Regions from separate parts of the Danio rerio genome. Here region 1 is linked to region 2. Evidence: chromatin contacts called from public HiChIP or PLAC-seq data. All regions are on one chromosome and are shown on one strand. Each heading gives the region's core, a stretch centred on a gene start, on an enhancer-like site or on the middle of the called end of the contact. The rest is flanking DNA. Distances are from core to core; before and after follow the strand shown. Region 1 holds the start of ptpn11b (protein tyrosine phosphatase non-receptor type 11b). Region 2 holds the start of agrn (agrin).

The links. HiChIP or PLAC-seq counts read pairs in DNA pulled down with a chosen protein or histone mark.
Region 1: a contact with region 2 is called in an H3K4me3 HiChIP or PLAC-seq map of embryo, with 6 times the contacts expected there. The contact joins the promoter of ptpn11b here to the promoter of agrn in region 2. A contact is called at or near these places in 1 of 18 Hi-C or Micro-C datasets (embryo) and 1 of 4 datasets of contacts at active chromatin or transcription factors (embryo).

Annotation. Positions count from the first base shown.
Region 1 is chr23:26,857,013-26,860,942 of GRCz12tu, forward strand. It overlaps ptpn11b (protein tyrosine phosphatase non-receptor type 11b), which reads left to right and starts at 1,667. Exons shown (of 16, transcript NM_200454.1): 1 at 1,667-1,763. The coding sequence starts at 1,750.
Region 2 is chr23:26,423,369-26,426,823 of GRCz12tu, forward strand. agrn (agrin) reads left to right here and starts at 2,105. Exons shown (of 36, transcript NM_001177452.1): 1 at 2,105-2,463. The coding sequence starts at 2,263.

The DNA.
Region 1 (3,930 bases), core at 417-2,916, 430 kb after region 2:
GTGAATTATAGAAAAACAGACACACTGTGTCCTAAAGTATAAAGTTACACATACACATTGTTTGCATTGGCTCTTATACAGCGCACAGAAAACACCTGCTCAGACTCTGTTCAGAAGGAGAAATCCATAGATAAAGCCTTGCGTTTCAGCAAATTGCATAACCGTGTCGGCCAGCAGATTAATCTCCCGCAGGCGGGTGACGTCATGCTAGCCTGACACTGATGCCACCTTCAAATCACCCCGACGCAAAACTGGGTGAGACCCAAATGGAAACTGCTGAAAAAACACACTGGGCTTTTCTCCCCTACTTAAAATAAGAGCATTGCAGCTTTATTAATAGATTATTAATAAACATCTCTGGAAATGAAATAGAGGTGATAACTACTGTACATGGAAAGAACTGCTAAAATAAGAGTGTGATGATGACTGGAGTGACAGAAGTGAATATATAGAATGTACATCACTTCATCACAACCCTCTCTGAGGTGCACTTTGGAAATTTAACCGTTTAACTGGCATTGCAACTGTTTGTCCAAAGATTAGCATTAAACTTTTTTTTTTTAAATCTAAATTTGCTTAGAGGGCTGTCAGGAACACAATTTAACCAAAGAAATTGGTGAAAATGTTCTCGTAGTTTTAAAAAGTCAGACAGTAAAGTGACAATCGATCCTAAACAATTATATAATATCAAATAAAAACAGTTTGGAATATTTTATGTTTTCATTATTTGTCTTCTTGGCAGATATTGGTCCTTGATAGGGTTTTATTAATACTAAAAATGCATATATAAGGCAATAATATAAATAAATAAATAAAGTACAAAATATATATTTAAAAGATTCATCAATATTATGCATTTCTTTCCTGGATTATCATTCTATATAATTAATACAAACTCTATATTATTACAAGTATAATGCTTTAAAAAAAGGCTCTACAGTGGTTCTTTGCCTTGTAATCATACAGTAGGAGACCCAATTTAGGTGATAAACTATAAAGAACTGTAATGGTTTTCTATTGGTTTTTTGGGGTGGTTAATGTATTGTAAAACAATAAATAACATTAGGTGGTTCCTTTATGATTACAAGCCAGAAAACAAACACTTTTAGTCATACACAGAAGTTTTACTACTCCAAAGAACCACTGGAGAAACATTATAGCTTCTTTAATCTAATTAAAATGTGTCCATTTAGCAGTATTGTTTTTTGTTTGTTTGTTTGTTTGTTTGTTTGTTTGCAGAATAATCTCTTATAGCCTATATGATTTAAATACACATAGTATTTAGGTGTATGATATGACTTTAGGCCTGCAGCTCATTTGTAATTATAAACAAACTGGATTGCAAATCCCATCATCCCATTCTGAGGAGTAGAGCCAGTAAAAGGAATCACGGTGTCAACTGGTGGCTGCCTGCTGGCTTCATTCTCCAACTAATCCTGTCACAATGTCCCAAGAACGAGCACGAGCTTTATAATACCTGACTTTTTGGAGATGTCTGGATGAAGTTTTTCCAGTGTGCTGTCAGCAGTGTGAATCGGAGAGCGGGAGGCGGAGGGAGAGAGCGCGAGTCCGGCGCTGTGAGTCTGTGTGTGACGCCCCTCGATCGCGCTCCGCTCCGCTGCAGTGACTCGGCGAAGGAGGACCGTTTTATTACACTTTCCCCTCCAGTCCTAGCGGTGCTCACACACACACAAACACGCACGCACACACACGCACGCACACACACATCTGACAGCTCTCAGGACGGCCATGACGTCTCGAAGGTAAGCCGAAGGCTACATTAATAAGTGCAGGAGCGGGTAGTGATGGTGACTGTAACTGTATGAATGAATCGAGCACGACACGCAGCTCAGTCTGTAGGACTCGGTTTCTGATCCTCTCGATCTGGCCCAATATATGTAACGTTACAGTATGTGTGTTCGCTTTTGTGCAGTGTTTATAAATATCGTGTAGTCTATCTTTCCGTTTATTTCGGTTGTTTACAAACGCTTTCGCTACCGGATATCGAATATGAATATCAGCAGCGCAAAGTCACTGTAACAGTGTGTCTTGCATGCAGTTTAAACTGTGCTTAATTAGTTTACTGTGCCAGTTTATTCGGAGACTTATGGTAACGACATCCTAATGTAACTGTACATCGTGTGCTGAAATAACAGTTTTAAAACACTTTAAAGCTAGATGAAATAGATTTGAGGAAAATAATGATATTAATAAAAATAGCCTTGTTGAAAGTTATAAGCATCGCTTAAAATATCTTTAGACAGAATTATGAATATTTTTTCTAATTTAAAATATTTACAGTGGGTGATCTTGTAAAATTTCTAATTTGTAGCAATGTGTTTCTGGGTTGGGACCATTTCATACACAATAGCTACATTTGATTGGACAGCAATGACCTATTTCAAAAATAAGAGTCTCCATGTAAAGCTGCTCATCTCAAACACAAAACGTCTCTTTACGTTAAACAACGTATTTCAAACAGGGAGAGTATGAATATTTAGCCAGGTAAGCCTTGAGGAATTTTGTAACTGGTTGCATGTTGCTAAACCTCTCGGTTTTAAATTTAGCCAGGCTTTAAACTTTAGTGTGTGTCTAACTTAACTGAAGTTTGCACATTCTTCTGTGACAACTTGTGACATGGTCCTTATATTTTCACTTTGAATATTTGGTCTAAAATCACATGTAAATTTGACTTCAAAACAACATTAGCTATACCTTGATAGACATTGGCTGCTAATATGATTTCATAATTAGAATTTGCAAATAATTCCTCTCTAAAATTATATTATTTAGGAGAAAGTCTGAATGTGTGTATATAAAACCAACTTTACACCAATCTTAAAGTGATAGTTCACCAGCAAATGAAAATGTAGGCCTACAATTTCCTCACACTCACGTGGTCCAAATCTTTAGTTTCTTTATTCTGTTGAAGATATTTTGAAGCAAGCAATTGTAACCATTGATGTTGTACTCTATGTTATTTGTTTTTTCTACTATGGAGGACAACAATAGTTTTCTTCAAAATATCTTATTTTGTGGCTTAGAACAGACTTAGAACAAGTGAAGCTGTTCATTTAAAGCACCGTGAGTCAAGTGCAGTGATCTGATTTGTTTCCAAAAGTTGGCCAAATGATTCTTAATGGGCCTATTTAATTCTAAAAGGTCAAATCTAAACATGGAGATAAAACAGAGGACTTGTAAATTTCAACAAATGAATATTTAGCCAGGTAAGCCTTGAGGAATTTTGTAACTGGTTGCATGTTGCTAAACATCTTGGTTTTAAATTTAGCCAAGGTTCAACTTTTAGTGTGTGTCTAAGAGACTCATTAAAAGGGATAGTTTACCAGCAAATGAAAATGTAGGCCTACATTTTACTCACACCCAAGTGGCCAAAACCTTTATGAGTTTTTTATTCTGTTGAAAACGAATTAAGATATTTTGAAGCAAAATGAAACCTTGTAACCATTGATGACGTCTTCTATTGTATTTGTTTTTCTTACTATGGAGGATGACATCAATTGTAACTGGTTTCCAGCACTCTTCAAAATATCTTATTTTGTGTTCAACAGAAGAAAGAAACTTTAGAATAAGTGAAGGTGAGTAAATTATGCCAACTTTCGGTTTTCAAAGAACTGTCCGTTTAAAGCACTGTGATGTAAGTCAAGTGCGGTGACCTGATTTGTTTCCAAAAGTTGGACATATGATTATACATAGGCCTTTTTATTTCTAAAAGGTCAAATCTAAACATAAATGGAGATATTGACAAGTTTATTGCATCTGCACAAAAAGCTGAAGCACGCAGATCAGTTATTGTCAGAGTTTGCACAGGTGGCCTTGGGTGAAAATGGGAAAAGACTGTTACTTTACATCAACATCATATTTCAAGATTCGGTGCTGGTGGTACAGTAGCTTCTCCACCAGCTTTCATTT
Region 2 (3,455 bases), core at 855-3,354:
GTGCCATTAAAATGAGAGTATTTCTACAAATATATCAGTGCAACCACTGATTCCACGCCCTGTCATTTTCCAGGAATAGATGGACGGGTAGTGAAATTACAGCTTTTGAAAGGGTGGAAATTTATGCACTGTCAGTTTAGAACTAGAAGCGACAGTTAGAGTTTTATCGGTTGTGAATGTCAGAATGATGTTTGTATTAGTGACTGTTAACACTGTTACTCATCTCCATCCCAAGATTTTGCAGTGAATCTATTAAAAGTAGCTGTGCCAAGTTTAACTGTTATTCATTTAGTGATGCTGTACTGTACTGTGCATTTTTACAGTGGAATTGCACAAATGAGTATTTTTTAAAATTGTAATGGACAGCATGAGCTTAATATGTTATTATTGAATGGGTCTGCTTGTAATTGCACAGTTCGCATTACAGCGCTTGCAAGGAGACCTGCTTAACCTGAACACTAACATAATTTAATCCCGTTTACATTTTACTTAAAGTGAGACCTCAGGGGAAAACATATTTATTATAACATCATAATATAGTAATATGATGTATTATTATGGATAAGAGCACCTGATGAATGTGGACTGTCTTTCTGACAAGATATCACATTTAATAAAATTTCCAGAAAAGAAATAGTTTACAGAAAGCATATAAATCCATTAAAGTCTATACATTTTGTATTACAGTTTCAAAATGTGAGCAAACCAATATTACATTGTCATTTAGTGTAAACCATATATTTTTTTAGAAGTTAAACAACATACTTCACCTGGCCTAAACTTATTAAACAGTATTGATTGTTTAAATTTTATATTTAACATGTTAAATATGTTACATGCTTTATGCTTATGGCTGAGAATTATTATTAAACATTTTGGGGTATTTTGTGAATCTTGTTTTAAAAACTGTCTGGAAACCCCATTTCTTTTATTTTCCAAGTTTCTTACAGGTTTCTTTACATGAACTACAACCAAAACAATATGAATCTACATATTTGGTGATTATGATTCAAGTTCAGGCCCGTAGCCAGGCATGGTTCAGGTGGTTCCAAAGACCAACCCCCAACTGACAATGGTCCAGAATTTGTTTCAAACATGAGCTCATTTGTGTTATTTTGACTGTTGAGACATCCTATCAAATAACCTATCAAAGGCTTTAGGACCAAGCGAAATCTGACATAAAATTAAATTGTTAAATAGAGAAAATATTTTACAAGGAACTTTTATTCTAAATCTTGAACCTTATTCTTGAAAGAAAATGTTTCTTTTTCTCTCCAAATTTTAATGCTAATAATTAGGTGTTTATGTTGATGTAACTAATTCAGGGTTGTTGTTATCCATGAATTTTCAAATGTACTTTTTACAAGAGAGGGTAGAAAAATTGTCAAGCTTTACATCATTACTTTTAATTGTTTAATATTCAAATGGCCAAAGACGATGTAAAATGATAAATTATAAAATCAAAAACTTTATTATATTTATTTCATTTTTTCCCTATTGATATACAATGTAAAAATTGTATTTTTAAAATAAGTATGTTTTTTTTTCTTCATATTTCTTTATTCTAAAACTTTAGGGAATATTTTTAGTACATCAAAAAGTGTGATTATGATGACCATCCGACAAGTTAATCCAGCTAAAAATAGTGCTTAAAATGTCACTAAATGCAGTATTTAATTCTCATCATTAAATACAAAATTAAGTGAATGAAGTTTTAAAAACGTATAAACCCAAATTAACTCATAAACGATGCAAATCTTAGCAACAGCTTAAACTATGCTATAATGTCTGCATAACCATCACTAAATCATTGCTGTAGTATGAAGTTTTTTTTTCCATCTGCAACCATGTGCACCTTTTCATTTGTCCGAATTGGCGCAATCTCTCCAAGGGGTGGCGTTTCACACCCGCTTCTGTCTCTGGTGCTCCTGAAATCACCCCCTCCGCCGTTCTTATCAGCAATTCAGATTGCATGCAAATACCCTGTGAAAGGAGCGTCACTCTGAAAGGACAGCGAGTGTGCGCGCGCGAAGGGGGGGAGAGCAGAGGCATTCCTCACTCCTCACTCTATTCTTCTCCGTCCGCCGGCTGATGCTCGCGGTTCACTCTCAGCACAGATATGAGCGCAGACCGCACACAACTTTGAGGAACATCGAGAGCAGCGCGCGCTAGGATTACTATTTTCACTCAACTAACTGCAGAAGTCCTCCGGCGTTTGTATTGCGAGTTCCCAACTTTCCTTTTCATCCGTTCGGTTTGGCCATGGGCTCTGCGGACAGAAAAGCGGTTTATTGGCCCGTTTGGTCATTTGCTCTGGTTTTTGTGCTTTTGATTCAGCGTTGTCATGGAGGTTGTTCCGAAAAGGAGCTGGAGAAGAGAGAAGAAGAAGCGAATGTAGTTTTAACCGGGACTGTGGAGGAGATCTTGAACATGGATCCGGTGCACAACACTTATTCCTGCAAGGTAAGAATTCATGCTATTCTTCACATGCGCCAAAGTGAAAGTAAATAAAAAAGGTAACCCACCGTATCACAGCTTTAGGTTGTATTTTAATACCTGTTGTCACAGTGCAACAGTTTTGCAGTCCGTATCACCTGTTAGACACACAGACAAAAGCTACCAGTGCAGTATTTGAGTTGTCATATTCCGAAAGTCGATTATTATGTAAAATGCTGATTTTGAGGTTATAATGAATCATGGACATATTGTAGCTGCAACCACTCTTTTCACTATTAAACACTATTGAAATAAGAATAAAGGTGTGAGGAAAAACAAAAAGTCCCAAAATAACCTTTTAAGCTCTTCAAGTTATATTGTTTTCAAGAGAGTTTTAATAAAAAGGTTGCATGGATGTTAAAGGTTCTTCATGGAACCATTAATGTCTCTAAATATTCTTTATTCTTTAGGATGTAACTGTTGATAAATAACATGACTATGTGTTAAACTGCTCCCAACAAGATTTTCTTACTTGAGGACATTGGTTCTGCTCAGTTAATGAAAACTGTCAACCTGCACAGTCCTTCTTTGATCCACCTGTAATTTGATCTTTCATACATGAGGAACCCGAACCTCAGCCTTTGCAGTGACTTGATGTCCTTTCAGGCTCTATTAGTGCTTTGGCTTCAATTATCTTCAATTATCATGTAATCATGGGCTTATTTTGTTAGAAGTAACTGAATGCGGTTACTTATATCAAAGTCTTGCAGCAATTAATCACCAGGACATAAAAAGTGGGAAGAGTAATCTGAAATTGTGGCTATTCCCATTATTATTTCATTGTTTGGTGAACGGTTAACACTGAAAAGCATTTAAGAAAAGTCTTTTTAGACTAAAATCTGAGATCACTAGTTCAAAAATGTTATTTTTTACATTTGTAAAAAGCAAAAATTGTATCAAAAGCATGACCGTTTAAACAGACAGTTAAATAGACAATATTAAAAAAAATCCAGATTCTA